Regions from separate parts of the Hordeum vulgare genome. Here region 2 is linked to region 1. Evidence: chromatin contacts called from public Hi-C data. All regions are on one chromosome and are shown on one strand. Each heading gives the region's core, a stretch centred on a gene start, on an enhancer-like site or on the middle of the called end of the contact. The rest is flanking DNA. Distances are from core to core; before and after follow the strand shown.

Region 1 (5,770 bases), core at 2,759-5,258:
AAAATTGCAAAGGCTCGGACTGGCTTGGAAAAACGATGACTAGATCTAACTCTTTTTGTGGTTTTTTCTTGGGTAATAGGTAAGAAAAATAAATATAATCTAGGGATAACTGGAAAATCTCACCGAGCAACCTGAAAACTGATACCACTTGATAGAGCCACTTGATGGAGATGCGACGGTGTCCCGATCTTTTGGTGAGATCGTGGGTATCGATTTGGTGGAGTAGACTTTGATGATCCGACTACAAACGTGCACGACGTTGCGCCTTAGCAATCGCTAAACCAACCTCCAAGAGATTATTGACCACGTTGGAGCACGATCAACCTGGCCATGAAGGTCTATTCCTGCAAGCAATCAAAGAACAAGCAAGAATATGATAATGCAATCTGAATATTGCGAATATGTATGAAGTATTGATAAGGGTGGGGATCTGAAAGCGGTCTTAGTCTGGTCGTTGGACACAAACGAAGTACACGAAGTTGCAATGGCTAACTTTTAACTAAACAAATCCCAAGCAAAAAAAACTACTAGGTTGATCTACTTATATAGGAGCAAGGGGTGGCGGCCAAGGAGGTGGGAGGACGTCCCAAGGCAGCCTAAAACTAACCCTAGGTCGTACAAGGCCTATGGGCCCAAGTGGAGGTAATGCAACACCTTTGAACTTGTTGTTTGACTCGGATTCTGGTGCAACATCATATTGTTTGGACGATATCTCCATGCTCCGAACGAATTTGAAGGTGATTCCAATAGTGCGGGTATGTGTGTGCAGTCCGAATCTGATTCCAGAATATGAAAGACTTGGACTCTATCTTCTCTTGGGCTAAAAGTGACATGAGAAAACTTCTTGAACAACAACTAATTATTTCCTTTGACATGAGAGGACCTCTTGAATAGCACCCAATCATTTCCTCTTCCCTTGTCATCACACATTATTCATACAAGTGTTCGGCCATTCTGCATTTAGGAATAAAATAAAAACAGGTGAAGAATTTTTGTTCTGGATAACATAAATAAATTATTGCATGACTTTTATCAGAAATCACCTCAAATAAATACGCATATGCAATGATTATGATAATATCAAAGGTAGTCATGTCCTCATCACCGCTCCACACAATCATTGTTAGCTGAGGACCACAATAGTAAATGCATAGCGCTAAGTGAAGACAACATCCACATCACAGTGAGTGGTGTGCTTCGTGCTGCTCCATGATGTAGGTGCATATGGTGGTGATTGATACATCCATTTTGCATCATCATTGCCTATTAATATTTATTATATTCTTGCCCATTATTCCACATTATGATACAATTCTTATGATTCTTCTCTCTGAATTTACAAGGTACACCATAAAGAGGGAAATTACCCGGAACTGGAATTCTGGACCTCAAAACAAAGAAAAAGGGTGAAAATTCATTGGATTTTAAATGACCAGAAACTTCATGGAGAATTTTTGTAGATTATATGAGAATTAATGGGCCAAAACTATACCAGAGGGGGGGACCTGCTGGCCACAAGCCCATAGGGTGCGCCCACCCCCTAGATGCATCATGTTAGCTTATGGGCCCCTCGCAGGTGCCCCGGCCTCCCTCTTCTGCTATAAGGTGTGTTTTCACATAGAAAAAAAATAAGAAGAGAGTTTCGGGATGAAGCGTCATCGTCTCGAGGTTGAAACCTGGGCATAGGTCCTTTTGCTCTCCGATGGAGTGTTTCTGTCGGGGAAACTTCCCTCCTGGAGGGGGAGATCGAAGACATCGTCATCACCAATGATTTATTTTTCGTGGGAGGACCAATCTTCATAAACATCTTCACCAGCACCATCCCATCTAAAACCCTAGTCCATCTCTTGTATACAATTTTTGTCTCAAAACCTTAGATTGTTACCTGTGGGCTACTAATATTGTTGATTACATCTTGTAAGTTGATGCTGGTTCGTTTATTTGACGGAAGATAATATGTTCAGATCATTAATCATCATTATTACACCTATGATCTTGAACATGTTGATGATGTGTGAGTAGTTACTTTTGTTCCTGATGACATGGGAGAAGTCTTGTTCTAAGTAATCATCTGAAGTTGGTATTAATTCGATATTTTGATGATATATGTACGTTGTCGCTTCTCTTAGTTGTGTCGTTTGAATGTCAACTACACGACACTTGACAAAGTTATGGGCCCAAGGGAAGGCATTGTGGACTAATAAGTAGATGATGGGTTGCTAGACTAATGGAATCTTAAACCTTAGTTTATGCGTTATTTTATAAGGGGCTGATTTGTAAATATATGCTTCATGCTATGGCTAGAATTATCTTAATTCTTTATCATAGTTGCGGGTGCTTGAGAGAGGGGTTAATCATAAGTGGGTTGTTTGTTCAAGTAATAACATCACCTTACCACCGGCCCAACCATATATCTAATTATGAAAGTAACAAACACGAATCAACTCAACATGATGAACATAACTAGACGGAAATTCCCATGTCCTTGGGAGTGTTTGCTTCATATAAGAGTACTTTCAGGCGTGTCCTTTTCTATAAAAAGGATTGTGATCTCTTGCTGCACACTTCCTACTATTTTTACTTGTCACTTGTTATGAATTATCTTGCTACAAAACTATTTATCATTGTTACTCACAGCACTTGCAGAGAATACCTTGCTGAAAATGGTTATCATTTCCTTCTACTCCTTCTTGGGTTCGACAATCTTACTTATCGAAAGGACTACGATTGATCCCCTGTACTTGTGGGTCATCACTAACTCAATGAGACTCCAAGGTGTCCGCGCTCGCGGGGGTGAGGAGGACGAGATGTCATGGTTCCAGGCGACGGTGTGGATCGGATAGGCCGAGCGCTTCCTCTAGGCGGTGGATGGCCTTAGGCGTCTCACCGGTGGGACGATGAGGAGACTGGATACGCGGGGGTGGGTGGGTGGTTGTGATGTACGGGCATGTTGCGAGAAAGGGCTCTAGCAGACGTTGGTGACACGATGTGGGCGAGGGTTGTGGCCGGAGGGGCCTTTTGAGAAAGGAGGGAAGAACAAGATGTGGGAGAGTTTCATATGGGGTCCAATTGTGTTGTTAGTTTAGCATAAGGGAAGGGTGTTGGAAGAATAAAAAATCAACTCCTCAAAATTTGAGAAGTTAAAATTGATTATGAGGTTTGGGGATTGTATGAGGGAGGCGATTTATGGCATGCATGCATGGACACATCGACCTCAATTATCTTTTGGTTTTCACATTTGTATCTGTTATATCTTTTGAACCAAAATTTATATTTAAGTTTTGTTTGCATATTCATGTTCCTTGTAACGAGGGATTTGAAATAAAACCACTTTTGAATACATTTTAAGAGTTTTAGAAACTTCATAAAGTATGTCTGAAACTTAACACAAACAAAAGACAAATTCACTAAGTTTGAGAAAATAAAACTTAAAATCATGTAAGGAGTCAAACAAGTTTTCAGATCACGGAGCAATCGTGCGGCCCGACAAGGCTAAGCATGTGTGTGCCCCCTAACTTGTGTCCCTTGCGAATTTTCGGCTTGTATGACACCAAATCTCAAGGTAGTGTAGTGTCATATGCCTTATTTGGTTGAACTTTTGCTTCTACTTTTGCAGCTTTTTACTTTGATCAAAAATCCATAAAAACTCCTAAATAGGTGTTTTTTGCTTCAGCTTTTGCTTATGAATCAATATAACAGTATTTAGTTTCAAAAGTCATAAAAGCTCTAATTTATAAATTTTCTTGTTTTTTTGGTCAAAATGAAAAGGCTGCAAAAGCAGAAGTAAAAAACCCAAAGAAACAGGACCATAGTGTGGTTGGCAACATATTTTCAGTGCTTGTGTGTTGCAATCACATGTATCTTGGCCAGTCGAAAATGTGTGGCCATCCGATGCCCAAGATACTTCTTGCCAATTTAGTGGTGACTGGTGGGAAGAAGATGCTCTTCCTAAGTACCAGACATACACGCATGGTTCACCCGTCCATTTCATCTCTTCCATTTCTAGCTAGCTTGAAGCTAGATATGAGGGTCGCGCCAATAATTGTCGTTCCCTTTGCATGGCTCGTGATTCGACGGCCCCATAGGGAGATTTGTGGTCACGGCGCCATGATTTGTGGCCCAGATATTTCGTGAGTAATAATAGTGTTCCATGTAGAATGATGTACGAGTATATAACGTATCTCCGTCGTTTCGTGGAGAGTGGAGACCTGCAGGTGCAGCGGCGTCTGTGGTTCTCCAAGTGTGATATTCGGGTGTGTAATCAGCTGGGGAAGTTGGGCTACCAATGTAATGCCAATGGGGCCTTCCTATGGGAAGATGATGTAGCTGAACAGGTCGCTGTTGTTGAAATGGGCGAATTGCCCAACTTGTCCGCGTAATAAAGCTATACTTTACCCCAAAAAAATGATTTTCCTATCTAGTGGAGCTTGGAGACCAGCTAGCACGTTGTCTACTTGATTCCAATAGCCTAGTACGGAGTAATGTACATGCTGACATGCATGCCAATCGGTTGCAGTACAAGACAACGTACGTTCTATTCTGCCCATCTACAACCACTCACAAAATCCTCCCCCCTCCTCCCCGTGAACGTCCAACAATGACTGGTCAGCACATAAAAAAATATTTCCACAAACGGATACCTTATTTAGAAATCATCAAATCCATATGATTACATTACATGTACCCTAAAACTATAAATTTACACCAGCGACCGTTCTTGTTGTCCCGGCCATGTCCATGTCCGGTGGCCAGTGCGCTCCTCGGAGTGTTGACGTGATCGTCAGACAGATCGAGTAGAACATGGGACACACATCAGCTCACGGGACTTGCGACGCAGCCGTCTCTCATGCCCTACTCTTCTTTGTCGATATCCGTGCTTCCATATCGGACATGCCGCACCATATTTGCGTTGGACGTGAAGTGTGTGTGCATCTCCAATTCAGCGCGCCAAGGGAGGGGTTGCGCATCCGCCACGACGTTTGGACGCCGGATGTACCGCAGCACCTCCGATGAGGCAGCATGGACTGTCGTGGTTCCGGATCCATGCGTCATTTGGGCGGACGCAAGGGATTCCCGTCAAATGCAGTCTCAGCGTTGTCGTTGGGCAGACTCCTCCCGGGAGCGATGGAGCGCAAGGCAGATGGCCATCTCCTCCTCAAGGCCATCTCGGACAAGTTTTGGGTCAATGAATTAAGAGGTTTAGGACTCGGATCCGCTGCCCATTATGCCAGAGAATGTCGAAGAACGCAGGACGAGAGCTTTTGGACAGAGGGGAGTGGAGTCGAGTGGAGTGGAGTGCAATGAGGATAGGCTTTCATGCGGAGTGCGGAGAGGGTCTAATTTATGTGTGGTCAGGTGGATCTGGTCCTACATGACGGGCATGTCCGGATGCTTCTGAACGTCTCATATCCGCCCAGATGTGGGTTAGATAAAGGGAGTGTCGGCCAGTCCACGCATTTGAGCCAGATTTAACGGGTCCGGTTTTGTGGTCATTTTGCGTCCGTTCAATGACTAGGCGATTGGAACGAATATGAGACGTCCAGTTACAGAAGCTCTTATTTTGCAAATGTTGTTGCACCAAATGATGCAACCAACAAGAAAAAGGTAAATATATAGCAAGAGAACGTTCAACTTGTTATGTTTTGGTACTTCTTGCCGAGAGAGTTCACAAATGTGCAGGGGCACGTGAGTGCGGGGACACTCACATGTCAAGTCTTGCCGCCCGTTTGTTTTGCCTCGTGATCTCCATGGTAGTTCAATCCCGCACGAG
Region 2 (5,949 bases), core at 2,637-5,136, 340 kb before region 1:
CGGCGGTTGCGGGCGGGGCCGTCCAGATCTGGGCCCTTCCTGGCCCGTGGCTGGTCGAGATGTGGTGCCAACCACGGCGTGCGGTGCGGATGTTGATGCTTTGTCATGCTCTGGCCTGGATGTGAGGAGGGGTAGCTCCAGATCAGCTGGTGGGTGCGTCCCGGGAGCTATTCCCGACGTAGGTTTGCAATTTCTACGGATGAAAATCCTGCTATTGGTCAGTGATGAGAACCCCCGTGGGTGTTGTTTCCTTGTTGAAAACCTAGATCTGCTTTATTGGATCGGTGATGACGGCGTCCTTCACGTTGTTTCTTTGTTGGAAGCATCGCTATGGAGATTTGACTTCTTGATGGGAGCACAAGATGTGTGGTACAATGCCCGGTCCGGAGTTGGCGGTGACAGGATGGTGTTGGGTCGTGGTGGCGTGTCAGTTGGGGGCTCGCAGTTGGCGGGCGGTGTATGGGCATTGGAGCACTCTTGGCATGCAATCAACGTCAAGCAAGTCATGTTGGCGTCCTCTTACTACCGGAGCGGCACATGTCTGCTCCTCTACGGATATGTCTTCTCTCTCCGGTGTTGACAAAGCTGTTCAACATGCTTGTGGCCGCCATGATCGATGTGATAGCTTGGTGCCTTTGTGTGATGTTGCAGCGAAGTCGAAGTCGTCGGGCCGTGAGCGCGGTTGGTGATGTACGATGACGCCGCTTGTATCGCTGATGTTCCTGCTGTTTGTTTGGTTTTTTGCCGCTTGTGTATGTCATGTAGTGCTTTAGACCTAGTTTAGCTAGGTGTTGTATGTCCTTTCTACAGGTTTTCGTCCGGTTTTCCTTTATTAAACCGAGCAGTTTCAGCCATCGGGCTTCTTCTTCTGTAATGGAATCTTAGCAGCTCTCCTGCTAACTTAAAAAAAACAGAACCGAGTGGCGGGCCTCAGATCTTCATATTCTTGTAGTAGTACAACAGTAGGAGGAAACACCTGTAACGAATTCCGTATCTATATTGTGATTGCACGGCTGCAATGAGCCATTGTGCTAAGGCTGGTCATAGTGGGAAGTATCATATAGTACTTCCTCCGTCTCGGTGCATTAGGTATCTTACGAAAATCAAATAATCCCAAAACACTAAGGCACATTAGAGTAGTACTAGTTGCATGCATATTAATTAGACCACATCTATTAATTGAAGGACCAATGCATGTAATTTATGCGGCACACTTTTTGGATTTCAAGAGGTATTCTAATTAATAGCACGTTTTCAGTTGAGAAAGGAATGATGTGATTGGCTTCCTCTGCAATTTAATTTTCTTCTCCTACCCAATCTATGCGTGCCTAGGTTGCAGTGCACCTCCTAAAATGCCTAATGCACCGAGACGGAGGGAGTAGTATCATGCATATGATACTATTGTATGATACTACCTCTATAATGCATAGTATCATAAACTAGTATCATAGATGACCTCATTTATTGGGATGCATGACACATAGTAGCATAACATTTAACATGCTATGGTATCTACCTATGTTACTCTAACCCTCTCTCTCTTCTTTAATTATCTGCCACATCAGCATGTTTGCTAATCCCAAGTATATGTTACCACTTAAGTTACTCCCACTATGGCCAGCCTAATGGGTCTGATTTTACAGTTGGCACTTTTAATGATAGCAATTAATGACTACTAATTAATCACCACATAATCGTTGATCGGATTTTACGGGAACAGCTGTCACTTTTATTGCCCATGATTAATGACTACTCATAATCCCAACCCACGAGTATATGAGTAGTATATGTAAAAATGCAGGTGTGAGTTGTTGATTCATGTGTAACCCGCAACTCACTTTTAATGACTACTCATTTTACAGGTGTGTGTGGGTTGTTAATCAACAACTCATTTTACAGGTACATATTTGTCTGTACATTGGTTGTTGATTCATGTGTCACCGCTCACGGGAAGCTGAAAAGGGAAAACTCGATCCTTCCATGAAGTAAACATAGTTCACACAATAATATAGGCCCTGTTTGAATCAATGAGTTAGAATTAAAGTTAGTAAATTAGATTGGACTAATCTTAAAACATTCAAACAAAAGGTTTAAAATTGGTTAGATGCATCTAATTCATTAAAAGAACTAACCCACCCAATAGGTGTTTATTTGAATTAGAGTTAGCTGGGATTTAGAAAAAGTTATTTTTCCTCCATCTCCACCGCACCAAATCCTAGTTAAAGGGGTCGAATGATTAGAAAAAAAATACAATTATTGATAATCTAACCCTGCCATTCAAACACTTTTTTAGTTAAAGTTAGTTTAAAATTAATTCAGGATTAAAATCTAACTTTAACCTGTAACCGAGCTAAGTATCCAATCAGGGTCATAGATTCAACCTTTTTATTCCCTCTTGTTACAGAAGGACTCATCATCCATGGAGCTGACATGGGGCAGAGCAGAGCAGAGCACATGGCGGGCAGTGACATGAACAAAATACACTAACATAAGAAAACTAAAGATAACATCGGAATTAAACACGAGTCTGACAAATCACATAGGCAAGCCCTCGTCCCTAAGCATCCTCTGTTTCACCGAACCATCTTATTGATTTGTTGCCCCCAAACACCAGCTCGTTGCTTAGGCGTCGACGATGTCGGCGTTGTTGGACGCCGCCAGGATCATCTCCGGGTGCAGCGCCGGGGTAACGTTCTTGAGCGTCCCGTCGATGCCGTTCGGCCGGCCGAGGGCCTTGAGCGCCAGGTGCGCCGCCTTCTGGCCGGAGATCATCATGGCGCCGAAGGTCGGGCCCTATAACCAACCGCCACCACAAGACAACAGAAATTAATCCGGTCAGTCCACAAGTCGTGAGTGATTCGTCTTCTTTCTTCTTCTTCTAAGAAGGAGACTCGTGTCGTGTACAGTATAAATTATAAAAGCAAAATTTAGGAGTACCATTCTCGGGGCACCGTCGATCTCGGCGACCTCCATGCCGGTGACAATCATGCCCGGGACGACCTCGCGGGTGAGGCGCACGATGGCGTCCTCGGCCGTGTTCATGTCAAGCGCCTTCATCCCGGGCACCGCCTGGATCATGCCGATGTCCTGGAGCCGCTTGACCCCGGTGGCGCCGAAGGGCCCGTCGTGGCCGCAGGAGCTCACCACGACCTTGGCCTCCATGACGTTGGGGTCCATGCAGGACTGTGTGTCGTGGTTCATGGAGACGAGCGCCCAGTTGGTGACGACTCCGGCGACGCGGTTCTCCTTGACGATGAGGTCCTCCACGGCGACGGCGTTGAAGAGCTTGACGTTGGGGCGCGCGAGGAGGCGGCTCATGATGGTGGAGGTGAAGAGCGCGGCGTGCTTGATGACGACGTAGTCCTCCTGCTCGTCGTACTCGATGTTGAGCTCGTCGAGGAAGAGGTGCGCCGGCTTGCGCACGACCATGGCGGAGAAGAGCTGTCCGCCGAGCCACGCGCCGCCGCCGGGGGACACGGACTGCTCGATGATGGCGATGCTGATGGAGGGGTCCTTGGAGAGCTCGTACGCGCAGGACAGCCCCGCGGACCCGGCGCCGACGATGACGACGTCGGTGTCGGCGTAGGTGATCATGTCGGTCATGTAGCGGCGGGTCATCTCGCGGGATACGATGGACTCCTTGATGGGGCTGAACTTGAAGGCGTTGAGGTCATAGGGAGGAGTGGAGGAGGAGATTGAGTTGCAGATGGCGCCGGCGCGCGGGGTGGCAACGCAGGACGGGGTGCGGGCCGCCGCCGGGAGGCGGACGCCGGAGAAGGAGCTCTTGAGGAGGCTGGAGGCGGTGGTGGCCATGGCTGCCATGGTGTGTGTGGAGCTGTGCTAGCTTCTTTTTTGCTGAGATGGGTGGAGACCGGAGACTGATGATAAGGGGGAGTGTGAGTGGCAGGGTATAAGAAGAGGAGGAGAGGCGAAATATCTGCAGATTGTGGGTACGTGCTGCCAGATCTGAGCATGTCACAGACTTTGGACTCATTCGGGATATTTTTGTGGAGCACCTGGGATCCTCTGTCAATCTCTACTAGTACTACCGTATCAAAAATGAGAGCTGGTTCCTTTGGCTCGCCTTCTTGCTCGGTTTTTTCCTTTCCACCCATCCTCTTTCTTCTTGGTTTTCAGTTGAATTTTACCCTCAACCGATACCGCATAAAACTAATATAAATAGAGTAACATAACCTAAACCAAATCGATACATTTTTCGAATAACATCCAACATTAACTCAACCAAACCAAATCAAATCTTCTCCGGATCACAACTAGATTAAAAAAAATCTTTCTTTTCTGTATGGTACCCAAATCAAACCAAATCTTATCAAACCTCAACTAAATTTAAAACTTTTTTTATTGCGTTCTCGTACTCAAATCAAATTAAATCTCGTAAATTGATGGATGTAAAGCATATGTCACATATAATTAGTGTTGACATGTTTTCGTTACAATGCACGATTAATTAACTTGTTTTGGTTGTTATCGTGGAGTTAAACCCTTTCAAAAGAAGTAAGCCGATAACTCATTTTTGTTTTTTTTTTTGCACTGAAGTCAGCAATGACACCATCCTAGGACATGAGATCAGCAGTGATGTCATTCAGTACATTATAAAGGGAAATTGGCCCCGTTTTCTCCCCACCCCCCTCGATTTTTTTCCTCCCACACCCCCACTATCTCCTTGGTTTTCTCATGATTTTTTGTACTCTCAACCAATGTTGAACAAAAATAAAACTAACATAAATAGAGTAACCTAGAATAATCTTAAACCAAATCAAGAATTTTCTAAAATCACGTCATGCAATAGCTCACTCAATCAAATCAAATCTTTCTGAAATCACAACTAAATCAAAACTTTCCTTTCTTTCCCCTATGAATACCCAAATCAAATCAAATCTTACGCAAATCTAAACTAAATCAAAAAGTTTTTGTGTATTCATCTAGCCATACTCAAATAAAATTAGATCTTACCAAAATCAAGAATATGATAGGTGTAAGGCATATGCCATATACAAATAATGTTGAACCACTAGAATATGTATGACCCCATTGCAATGCACGAGCAATTAGCTAGGTTTTATGGATTTCAGTTTTTAACACCGTACAAACCTAGATGCTCATACATAGGCACATACACTCACATGTACCTCTATGAACATCTCCGAGACACTGAGATGACACATCATCTTGAGAATGACGAAGTCGTCACAAACAACTTAGGAGTTGACGGGAACGTCTTCTCCCAATAAACACACGTTATCAGAAGGTTTAAAATAAATCCAGAAAAATGCAACAATTAATGTCAAGTCTAGGACTTGAACCCCGGTGGGTTCGCTCCACCATAAGGAACCTAATCATCCGAGTATGCTGTGTTCACAACAATTACCTAATTGTTTTGGTTGTTGTCGTGGATCAAACCCTATCAGAAGGAGTAAGTTGGCAAGTCATTTTTGTTATTTTACTGTGAAGTCAACAATGACATCATCCTAGGACATGAGATCAACAGTGATGTTATTTAGTACATGACTTAAGCAATCAGGTTACTAGGACCGTATACTCCACAAGGTAATGAACTATGGGGCACTAATATAGGAGTTAAAAGCACCCCAAGTCCTACAACTTGCTCACAATGTGATTATTTGGTCCAAAACTTGCAAAAGTTGACCCAGCCATCCCATAGCTTGCACTACATGTGACATTTTAGTCCTGGGCCAATCCCAATGTGCCAATTGGCAACCAGGTGGCTGGACCGGTCCTGGCCCGCACTTTTGTAGAAAACCCCTGCTATTCTCTCAATTTCACCCGCACTCCCCCCCACCTGCACTTAATTCTCTCGGGGAGAACTCTCGCGTGTGTCCCCTTCCCTGTGCTCCCAGCTCACCGCCGCCGTCAAGGTCGTCTCTCGCCATGGTCTACTCGAACGATCTGCCAACCTCATTTTGGGAC

The links. Hi-C and Micro-C count contacts between places; a contact is called where the count stands out from the background.
Region 2: a contact with region 1 is called in a Hi-C map of leaf, with 2.1 times the contacts expected there. The contact joins the promoter of LOC123408874 here to the enhancer-like site in region 1. A contact is called at or near these places in 2 of 6 Hi-C or Micro-C datasets (leaf and seedling).

What each region holds. Positions count from the first base shown.
Region 1 is chr7H:526,400,874-526,406,643 of MorexV3_pseudomolecules_assembly, reverse strand. No RefSeq gene overlaps it. Among protein-coding and RNA genes, the nearest start is that of LOC123412363, 90 kb to the right of the region's middle. Within about 2 kb of position 4,008, at least 2 of the 3 cell types and tissues checked have open chromatin away from gene starts, as enhancers often do. A contact at or near this core is called in leaf, where this site is marked.
Region 2 is chr7H:526,742,266-526,748,214 of MorexV3_pseudomolecules_assembly, reverse strand. It overlaps LOC123408874 (thiamine thiazole synthase 2, chloroplastic), which reads right to left and starts at 3,886. Exons shown (of 2, transcript XM_045101909.1): 1 at 2,938-3,886; 2 at 2,372-2,793. The coding sequence starts at 3,822. The coding sequence ends at 2,623.